Regions from separate parts of the Arachis hypogaea genome. Here region 1 is linked to region 2. A link is a contact called in public Hi-C data. All regions are on one chromosome and are shown on one strand. The core of a region is the stretch at or near the end of the contact, and the rest is flanking DNA. Distances in the headings are between cores, read along the strand shown.

Region 1 (5,836 bases), core at 1,111-3,610, 240 kb before region 2:
AAGCAACGTATAACTTTGAAGAAATTAACCACGTTCATACCTGTCAAGATTCACTGGAATCCCTGGCACTGGCTGCTCCCCATTGAACTGCCGTTTCACCCGATCGACTTGGTGAAACCGGACAATGTTAAAGCAGACTATCGAAACGGCCAACAACCATGTACCCTGCTCCTTCTCCTCACATAACCAATGCGGGCACAGGGCCTGAAGCGCAAGGTCATCGTACACCCTCCATGCAAACTGAATTAAAAAATGTGTAACAAAATTACAAGTATTACAATACAGCAAGTAGAAGGAAATAACAAAATATTTATTTTCATGACTAACCTCATCGAACCGTAACTGGTCGATCGAGACCCTATAGTACAGCACCCTGACCTGGTGCTGATCCCTACTTTGCTGCTGCAATCCAACCAACCTGAAAGTAACAAGGATATACACAATTCATTAAGTAACAAACCATGCAAATTAACAACAATGTTTAAAGCGAAATGAAAAAGTAATATTTGGTTACCTCGTAGCTAGTGGGTACTGGTAGACTCCTCTATTTGGTGGACACCACTGAGAAAATCTCTGGTAAATCCAACTCATCAGCAGCGGAGTGCAACTAGCGATGTCTGTAATGCCACGTTGTGCCACCAAACAGAGTGACTGGTAAGTCCAAGCCAGCACACCAGAGCCCCATGATAACGTCCTGCACTCCGCGAAGTCCCAGAGAAGTAGTAGCCACCGTACGCGCACCATGTTGTTGGACTTGTCTGTCAACAGATACCCTCCGATCAGTAACATAATGTAGCATCAGACATACTGTCGGAGGGTCTCAAGATCGTCGGTCGGGGGTATCTGGCGAACACGATCACGCAACCAAACCAGCTTCAGCGTGAACGATTCCTTCATCTGCACCGCCTGTTGTGCCGCCACCAGAGGACTGGCACCAAGGAGCTGCTCCACCATGGCCCACGTCTCCATGTTGTACCACCTACCAAAGTCACGCAGGCACCCCCCAACGGGGTTCTCGTGTGCACATAGGCCCAGGTCGTACGCCACATCCTATAGGGTGATAGTCACCTCACCCCACGGGAGATGAAACGTGTGCGTCTCCGGACGCCATCGCTCCACGAGTGCCGAAATCAGGAAATTATCAAATGTGAAGTCCCTAAGCGGCACTGTGTCGCCGAATTCGGCCTCAGCCAGATACGGGACGATGGCGTTCGGTGGAGGAAGGGTGTGGCTGACTCGTCGGGGCAACAGAAGGCGAGGCCTCTGCAGAATGCAAAAATAAGTTTTTAACCTATAAAGAGATAATAATACATTTTTCTACTTTACTTAAGAACAAAGTACTATTACTACTTAGGAACATACTACCATGTGTCTACTCTACAGCTATCTCTAAATTACTTATGTTGGTAAGTAAATCCTAATTAAGTCAAACAAATCTTACACAAGCAAATACTATTCTAAATTCATCATACAGTCCAACCCCTAAAACATTTTACTCAGTGTTTGTCACTACGAGACCACCCTAACAATGTCCACATACTTAGATTAACCGAACATAACGCGACTAACCTCAAAGTCGGCTGCCCCCGCATAATGGGAGGTCTCATTTAGTATGTTGATGTTCCCATCGTGCCCCGCCTGGCATGCCATTACCATATCGAATTCAAATATGGTAGGAAACGGTTAAAAGAGGGGAGAAAAAGTTTGATTAGATCAAAGTGGTGTCCAGAAACAGGCTATAAACGACTTATACTTATAGGCGCCGTTCGATCATATCTCGTTTACATTGTAAACAAAATACGTAAACAATGTAAATCAATAAATATTTTTAAATTTATTTATTTCGGTAATTAATGCTTTTATTTTATTTATTTAAATAAAAAATCCTGATTTATCTCTCAGAATGGGGAATGGTAATAGAGTTTCTCGAGGTGGACTCCTATCTTTAGCTACCATTCAAATCACCGTTTAATGTAAGAACGGAATGTTATTAACTTCTTTTTTTTTTGGTTTAAATTAAATTGAGAGGGTTTAAGCCGTCTGATTTAATTCAATTTGTCGTAATTTTTAGAGCAATTAAAGGATTCACTGAAAAATATAGAGTCAAATTTATTTGAAAAGTAAAAGTATAATTATATTAAGCTAAATAAATTATGTGTCACTAATAATTAGAGACGTTTTTGTCAATTTAGTATCCCTAAATGGTTGAGAGGGGAATAGGTTGGAAAAATATTTAGTAAATGGACCAAAACAAATATCTTTGAAGTAGAATTTGGGTCCTCCGTGTGGTTCTAGTCAAAAAGACAAAAAAGTCCTTCTAAACAAAGATAGGCCCAAAACCTCTTCATTTTGTTCTAATGCCTTCCTTGAATAGGGGTGTGACAAATTCACGTAGCCCATTAAGGGCTTTGAACTTGCATTGAGCCTAATTAGGTTTGACCTTTAAAATATAATTAGTAGATTTGGACAAATACAAAAGCCTACTTATAAATTACCAAAAAAAAAAAACTACTTATATATAAGCCAGGCTTGAACCATCAAAAAAGCATTCCAATCCTAGTAGGTTGGCTCAATTATTTCTTTCATAAAATTATACTACAAAGTTCTATTTTTTATTGACTCAAAATGATTTTTTTTTTTTAATTTTTATGTTAGACGAGTTCATAGGACACTTTTTCAATTATTATCTACACTTTTTCAAAATAATTTTTAGTTTTTATTGACTCAAAATTATTATCTACACTTTTTCAATTAATAAATAGAGTGTCTAACATTCTATTTACATAACCTGATGCGTATAGACACCACTTTAATTTCAAAAAAAAAAGTTACTTCTTATTTTAAACTCTGATCATTAAGTATTTTGTAATATTTTTCTTAATTCATTATCCTCGATCACATCAAAAATTACATTTTCAGCTTTTGCATTCAAAAGATGTTTATACTTTCTATGATCATCACATGTACTAGTATTATAACTTGGGTAAAACTTTTTAAGTAATTTTTTGGATGACATTATTATATATTTTAGAATTTTCATCATACATACCTTACATACTCATATCGTGCTACACTATAACAAACACGATCTTTAATTTGTTTGAAAAATCTGTGGCTAAAATAAAATAGCCACGAAAAAGTATCGTGGCTGGGCATTGCTTTTATGATTTGTCAAATTCTAGCCACAATAAGAGTTTTTTTGTGACAAATTTGAGACCCTCATGTAATTTTGCCAGTGTAGTATTCGTAGTAAAAATTGTGTCTAAATCCTGTTTTGTGATAGTATTAGTATATTGCATATTTTATATACTTGAGTAGTTTTAGATGTTACTATTAAGAATATTCGAATGTTATTGCTATAAAAGTTCCTTAATTATTACCGTCCCCTTTGGCTACTTTCTGCTGATGATTTTGAAGTTACGGGATGTAAAAAAAGAAATAAAAAAGAAATTGCTAATGAATGTAATAGAAGAGATATGAAAATATAATGCGCGATTGAGGATGTTGAACAAATAAACAAATATTGAATTAATTAAAATTGATATTGAAACTAATAAGATGTGATGACTAAGACTGAGCCTTTAATGCTTCAATGTGGAAAATCCTAATAGAAGAGGCATGTGGATGTGGGTATTTTGCATATTAATGTTTTGCATTGTCACTGAAATATGTAATATTAATAATTATAGGCTGCTTTAAACTGGTTTTAATTTAATTTGATAAAATTCTTATTTTTCAAAAGTTTATAAAAACTAACTTTAAAAAATAATTTTTTAAAAATTATAATATTTATATTTGATAAATTAAATTAAAAATAATTTTTAATTAGCACAATAAGTATATATGTTTAATAAAATAGTTTTTAAAATTTAATACTATAATAAATATTAATATAAGAATTAAATTTGGATATTAATTAATATATGAGATTATATTAGATTTTTTAATTTTGATAAGTACAAGTTATATTTAAAAAGCTCTGCCTGAAGTGCTTTCAAAAGTAAAATGAAGAGCTTGTATTTTTTATTTATTAAACGTAGAATGAGGAGTTTGTACTTTTAAAAAATACAAACACTTTTTCAACAAATTTTACCAAACTAAATCTTTCGATCATAGTTATCAAACCTGGATCGATCAGTTGGTTTGACCGAAAACTCGGTAAACCGGTCCTTATACCGGTTCAGTCTAGATTCCTAACCATTTTTGCAATAAACTGTGGGGAATGGGTCAAATCCGTTCAAACCGGTAAAACCAAACCGGTTAACCCAATGGATATTAAAAAAAACCACTAAGTACCATCAGTTTAACCGGCGGAATAACGAAAATGATCCGCCAATAAATAGATTACCATCGGATTTTGATGTAGACTATTTTCGATGGTATAGACTTCGCTAATAAAATATTCTTACCAGTGGATTTTTTGTTTGACGGTAACTTGTGACAAAATTATCGGCAGATTTCAAAGTTTAAGTAACCATGACCTGATGCCACTTACCGTCGAAATTTTTCCGATGGTAACTGTGGCGCCAAATGTGAAAACTTTGCATCTGATTATCGTAAGATTTTTTTGACGGTAAAGCCAACGGTAGCTCTAATTTTTTACTTTTAAAAAAACCTGAAAAATCGTTACGATAAAAAAAATTCTGACGAAAATGACAATTTCTATCTATTTTTCATTTTCAATCTATAATGGACTCTGAAAGTTAATAATCGATAATCAACTCTTAATAAGTAAAGTATAAATTAATAATTTATCTAAAAAAAGTAATTTATATATGATGTGAAAGATCATACATAAGTATAAAAAATAAGAAAGGAATATAAATACATAAAATAGAACTAAGGCTAGCGTGCATTGTAATTATATGATCAAACTATGCATACAACAAGTTAGTTAAACTATATTTAGATTAAACTTATTCAAATTCATTATCTTCTTCTTATGGTTCATCATCCTTATCTTCTTCAAGATCGTCGTCCTCTAGTGGTAGTGTGTCGTCATCTCTCATAAGGTCAATGATGTCATCATCCATAACAGCTGACCTAATTAAGGGTGATCAGATCACCGATGTCAACCACTATTTTCGAAGGAGTCGGGTCATCAATTTAGTAAGGTTGCTGACCCTCTGTCCTATCAGACTCTATGTGACCTCTTGACTTAGTCTTAACCACAACAACCCAACTAGACTTGCATGACCTCGGATAAAGCAATAGTATACCTATTGTGCATTTTGAGGTATAATAAAAAGATCGTAGTGCCTATATTTTCTGATTACATTTACTTTAGTGATATTGTAGTCCTTGTGCTTTCGTGTTCCCTGTCGCGAATTTAGATCATACCATTCATATTTAAACACACACACCTTGTACGTAGTGTGGCAAAAATACTCTAATTGAATTATATTGTGCAAAATACCATACCGATCAGAATGACCATTGGCTGCATCCCCACAAACCTAAATTCCGGTGTTATTTATTTTCTTTCCCATTGACCATTGTAAAAAATGGAACTTTTATCCATTAACATTGTATATCGGGTAGCTTACGCCCTTATTTATTGGGCCTTAACTAAGTGCAACTAGTTCCCAATCCATTGTGTCATATAAAGAGACACTGACGTATTCTCGAAATCAATGTGAAAAATTGTTCAGCAATGTATCAAGATTTGTTTCCTGAAATAACTATGATACAATATGATAAATAATGAAACTTCAGTGCACTGAAGTTTTTATTGGATGAAAAAGTTATTATTTGACTAATTGTAATATCTAAGAAGACTTAAAAAACTAACCTCAGGTAGGGTGAAACCTAGTCACAGTTAAGTAACACATGCATA
Region 2 (6,106 bases), core at 2,779-5,278:
TTTCTCTCCGAAAATTCCATTTCCATAGAAGCTGCCTTCACCAATTTTTGGTATGGTAATGGCATCTGAACACATTTATGTGGTCATATATCCCAATGGAGAAATTTCGTATACAGCCAAAGGAGTGACCTTTATGTGTGATGACCCACTTTGGATAACGATTCCCCCCACAATCATCTCTGCAACAACTAAAAAATATGATTCTAATGAACACTGGGTTGATTGGAAAAAAGGAGATTAGTACGCTGATTTACAGGATGCCAGTTGCCGTGGCAAGTTCGTTTGCATATCAGAAAATGCATATTAAATCTGACCAGCACGTGTCGATGATGTTTTCGTATCATCGTAGGATTAGAAGCATCTATTCGATGGAACTGTGTGAAGCTCCAAGATGTGGGGGGCAGCTCATCTAGTTCAAATAACGTAGAGAAAATGCAAAATTCTGGTGCTAGTGAAGGCATTCCGTTTTCGGAGTTTGGTAGGGCTCGCAGTCCGTCCTTTAACGCCTTCGTAGCCCCCACCCAAAATGCAGAAACTCCTGACCGACGTCCCTCCCCCACTGTCCATGTCGCATATCCGGAAGGAATGGCCAACAGGTTGGCTGACTCCTTTGAGGAAGACGAGATTGAGGATGATAGCAGAGAGGAAGCAGAAGTTGTTCCGGAAACCCAACCATTTGAGGGCGACAGGGTTATCCCAACTCGTGTCGAACCGATAAATGTGGCAAGGGTTGGAGGTCTTTCGAACAGCACCCTCGACCACTACCTGCACTTATGTCTTGGTCCAATGAACTCGACAAATGCGGATGACATACCCAGTAAATATGGTTTGACCGGTGAAAGGGAGCTAGAGCTTCGCTTGAAATTTCTGAATAAAGATGCAGCAATGCTTGCTATTAAGAACTACAACATTCGTCGAAGTGAAGAATTCAAAGTAGTGGAGTCAGATCATACTCGGTATGTATGTCGATGTAAACTTTTTGGTGACCAATGTTGCTGGATGGTGAGGGTTGCGAAGACGAGGGCGTCCAGATTTTGGGAAATTCGAAAATACCAGGGGCCTCACAGTTGTTTGGCGTCTGCGACGTCACAAGATTATGCTCAACTTGATTCAAATGTCATATGCCAGCACATATTCCCCCATGGTTCAGGCAAACGCGACCATTTGCATCAAGGTGTTGCAGGGATCTGTGGAGCCGGCGTACAGATACAAGGTGTCTTACAAGAAGGTTTGGCTAGTGAAGCAGAAGGCAATAGCCAGAATCTATGTAGACTCAGGGATTGTACAACACATCCAGGGATGACAAAAACCGCTTTGTCTTCGAGCAATACCACCTATAATAATCACAACTGGTTGCAAGGTTTCTGTCCGATCAATATATAGCCGATATTGACACAGTTTGTCGGTTTGCCCACACTTCAAACTATGTCTGGAGGCGAATGGGCTACCAACCATCTTCGTTGCGAGCCGATTGGCGATGGAAGGTGTCTATATTTAACGAAGGGTTCGAAGGACCTTGTTTGCCACCGAATTGCTGCATGACTCTATTGATGTTAACAATCTCAATCCAGCGGAACAAAATCAGTGGCACAACTGCCATATAGAAATCCCTATGCGGAGCTCCAAGAAATTCCACAGGCACCCTCGACAGAATACGTGCATCCCTGTACGGCATCCACAGAAACTACCAAAACCAAGTGTCATTTACACAGGTAGACGAACTTTCGGGGAAAAAAAATTCATGCTCCAACATACAACAAGAATAATTACCTTGTCCACCTTCAAAGTGGCTAACCTCAGACGGTGCCTTTGCAAGCGTTGCTCGGCGTAGTCATTCTTTCCTCTCTTGCCCGCCTAAACCTTTGAAAGAACACCATGATCGTGACCACATTTAAATTCTGACGCAAATGAAATAACAACACAAGTCATAAATACGGAAGTTATGTAACATAATATAATATATTACGTTGTAGCTAATGGAAACGTGTATGGACTCGTCACGTCCGGTGCCCAGAAAGGAAGCCTGAAGTATATCTAAGACATCAGTAATGTATGACAGCCAGACATTCCCTCGACGTTATAATCAGTCGCTAGAAACATGCCTCTATACAACCAACAGAGCACGGCACTGCCCCAACTATATGTACTAATGGCGTCATAGTTGGCCAGGAGAGGAAGATAACGTACGTGAACCGTGTTGTTCGCTTTGTCAGGAAGTAAAACGCCACCCAATAAATACATAACGTAACAACATGCATACTGTACGAGGGCGTCATCGGGAGACTCAAGAGGCATCTGTTGTAGTATACTCTTGAGCCACTTCAATTTTTTGTTATACTTCATGGTCCCAACATGTCTGCCAGGAACTTCACCGAGGAGTTCCTCACACCATTGCCGAATATCCCTCTGGTGGAACTTACTCCATGACCTTAGAGTGCCGCTCACCGGCTCACCGTCAATTGGTAACCCCAAATGCATGGCAACATCCTCCAGAGTAACAGTACACTCACCCCATGGGAGGTGAAATGTGTGGGTCTCAAGACGCCATCTTTCCACAAAAGCGCTAATCAATGGGTTGTCATATTCAAAACGCTTTATTAAAGACGCATAACAGAATCTGGCTCTTCTTAAATACGGTTCAAGCATCTGCCTCCTAATCTCCATACTCGGATCTGCTTCGTCTGAAGAGAAAACATCGACTAGTGTGCCATGCGGAGGCAACACACGTACCGGCTGAAATTGAAATACATATATCAAAACAAATATTCAGTTTACAACATTTTTTTGTTATCATTAACAAATTTTTATTTATTTATTAAAAAAACTCACCTTCAGATGTAAATGAGCAAAAATGTGAAATTCATCCAACCTATTAAGATTTTCTTCCACATTAATTCCACTTCCACTCATTTTTATGAATTAAAAAAATATTCCTCCAGCACAAAAACTTTTTTTTTACCCCACCAAAATACACAACTACACACTAAACCCACTACTTCTCTCCTGTTTACTACCCCTTCGAATTGGTCCACTCCCCTCCACCCCCTTTTATATTGCTTCACCCACAAGAGTACAATAAATTGCCACCCAATCCACCCAATGCATGCTCGTACGAAAACTGTAACTATTAGGAGTTGCTGCCTTCACTGCTCGCCTAGCCATTTCGTGTCTACCACACGTGAGGAATGCCATTTCGTGTGTGCCTCCCATGAATTGGCCAATTCGTGCTCGTTATACAATAAATGGGCCATTTCGTGTGTGTCATTGCTAAGGTGATCCATTTCGTATGTGCTGCTGAAGTGACCCATTTCGTGGCTGACGCAATTGAAATGGTTTGTGTCAATCGCCAGAAGCTATTTCGCGGACACCCCCATGATATGCCTCATATTTCCATTTCGTGTTTGTTCTTTGTGAGTTGGCAGTGCGTATTTGAGGAGGAGTTTCAAACCGTGCGCATTTTGGGAATAAATGTATTTCATATGCGCATATAGATAAAAAAAACCCAAAAAATACCGACCTTAAAATTAAAGAATGAAAAAAAGCGAAAAATGTTTGAAGAATCTAAAACAGGCACAACTAAAAATAAAAAAATACACTAAACAAAAATACGAAGAGTTTAAGAAAATAAAAAAAAAGAAAAAATATAATATTATTTAATAAAAAAATATAGTTTATTACTAATTTTACGACAAAAAATATATTTTAGATATAAAATACTAATAAAAATAGAAATTAGATTTTGTCAATTTTTTTACTTAAAGGAATAAAATATAATTTTTCATCATATATTACGAATAAGGTAAAAAAAATATAAAAAAGCAATATTCAAGAATTAAATATCAGATTTTAGACTTTACATGTTTAATTAAAAAGATTCATTACCATTAGAACAAGTCTATTTAAAATATGAAACAAATCCGACTCAAAAATTATATTTCATAAAAATGAAAAATCTAAATTCAAGAAAAAGAATTCCAACTGAGTTGAGTCACACCAAATCTTGAACCCGGTACACGTTTGACGAACTGACGTTGTGCAGTTGGCAACTTGTCCACGTGGGAAAAGGCATTACAACCAAAACCGAACACGAACTCTTCCATCTTCCCATCACTCGCATCAGCCGCCAACTCTCCTAACTCCTAACCGTCCTTCCATCGTTCCATTAACCCCGACTCCAAATTCCACATTTGCCCTCATTTTCAAACACTACCCTCTTACTTTCCTTCTATCCCTTCCTTGATCACTCGCACCTCCCTCGCATCAAAATTTTCTTCTCCTGGTATGTCAAACCTCAAACTCTCTCTCGCGCCTTTTCTTTGTCTTTCGTTTTTTTCATTCATTCCTCTATAGTTGCAATTCATATTTTAAATTTTAATTGTTCTGCATTTATTATTCGTATTTAATTACTAATTATTAATTATTATTTTCGAATGTTGCTGATTCCACGGTATCGATCAAATAGTAGTGCATATCAACTACTATTAGATATTTAGATCCAGCTGCTTTTATCAATTACGCTACTTCTTTCGATCTGATATTAATAGCCAAAAGTATTCTATTCAGATCAGATATTTTAGAATTTCATAATTCCTCACTTTTGGAAAGCTCATCATAACTTCATTCACAATTTTCTTAGCATTTCGATCACTTTCTTCTTCTTCTTCTTCTTCTTACGCTTTTAAGGAAGCAAGATTTTTAACTTTATAAACTCAACACAAACTTACCAATCATACGATAGAATCGCGGATTTAACATAAGTTTTATCTCGTGAACATTTGCTGTGTTTGAATACGTGATTTTGAATTAAAAATTTTGATAAGGGAAAAAAAATGATGTGGTGTTCAGTGTTCACTGTTATATCCACTGATGCTGTTGTTGAAATTCCATTCCATATGTACGGTAGCATATGCTGGTTTTATGCCAAAATTAGATTCTCGCTTTTTCTACTTATATTATTATTATTATTAATTTATTATTGTTATTATAATTGCCACTCTGCAGAACTGCCGGTATCTATGCCGAAACCATTTACTACGCTTTTGCAATTTCAGTTCTCTTTTTGAGCTTTAATATTTTATTCATCGTCTCTTTTTCTATAATTCAGTTTATTATTTATTTACAGGTATGGGTACCGCTGCCGTAGATCAAAGTCTCTATCCATTGCATCGTTGCAAAACTATTCACTTGGTATGTGACAATTTTATCCTTTAAGCACTTTTGTGTTTTTTTTTTTTATGCTAAGAAATTTATTTTATTTTATTTTATTTTTAAATTCCAACCTGATGGAGGTTTGATATATGAAATTTTAAAATGTACTCAGCTGTGGTACTTTATAAATGGATTGGTGTTTATTACTGGTGTTGTTCAATGAAATTCCGTGCTGTGTGGTCTTCAAATTTTTTTTATGAAGTGCATGAAATTTAGTTGATAATTGATACTGAATACATTTAGGTGATTAGAAGTTCATAGGTTGAGTTCTAAAGTATGTTGTATATTTGTATTGTGGTTCTTGAGATCATACACCATTTGCTTTGCTTTCTAGTTATAGCATTAATGTCTTAAATCATGTTTGAATATAGGTTAGGCATGCCCAAGGAATTCATAATGTTGAGGGAGAGAAGAACCATGATGCATATATGTCTGAGGATCTTTTTGATGCGCAACTAACACCTCTTGGTTGGAAGCAGGTAATTATTTTTTATTTCTTTTCTTTCTTTTTGTGTGTGCGTATTTGAATTTGGATAATGTCATGTTGTCAACAAATATTTCCGGTTGGTCTTTGCTGTGTGAAAATTCCTCCTTGAAGCAATTGTGATGATAAATGTTTGAAACTTCCTGTATTGGCGGTGTTGGTGGAGGTTCCATGGAATTTCCATAATTTGGAGTTTTGTGAAAAGAATAACATGAATTTGACAAATCTGTCCTGTTCTTTCCCTTTTTTTTCATGGTTCACTTTTTGTTCTCTGAATAGCTTGGTGGTGTTTTTGTGGCTCTATGACAGGTTGCGAATCTGCGAAACCATGTCAAGTCTTGTGGACTTTCCAAAAGAATTGAACTAGTTATTGTTTCCCCCCTGTTGAGGTATAGCTTGGTTATAATGTTTAGA

What was found. A called contact is a pair of places that touch in the nucleus more often than the background predicts.
Region 1: a Hi-C map of leaf shows a contact between it and region 2, with 3 times the contacts expected there. The contact joins the enhancer-like site here to the promoter of LOC112703313 in region 2. A contact is called at or near these places in 4 of 8 Hi-C or Micro-C datasets (leaf and an unstated tissue).

The regions. Positions count from the first base shown.
Region 1 is chr7:66,886,990-66,892,825 of arahy.Tifrunner.gnm2.J5K5, reverse strand. No RefSeq gene overlaps it. Among protein-coding and RNA genes, the nearest start is that of LOC112704440, 14 kb to the right of the region's middle. Within about 2 kb of position 2,360, at least 2 of the 3 cell types and tissues checked have open chromatin away from gene starts, as enhancers often do.
Region 2 is chr7:66,647,345-66,653,450 of arahy.Tifrunner.gnm2.J5K5, reverse strand. LOC112703313 (phosphoglycerate mutase-like protein) reads left to right here and starts at 4,028. Exons shown (of 11, transcript XR_011864103.1): 1 at 4,028-4,279; 2 at 5,123-5,187; 3 at 5,580-5,687; 4 at 6,002-6,081.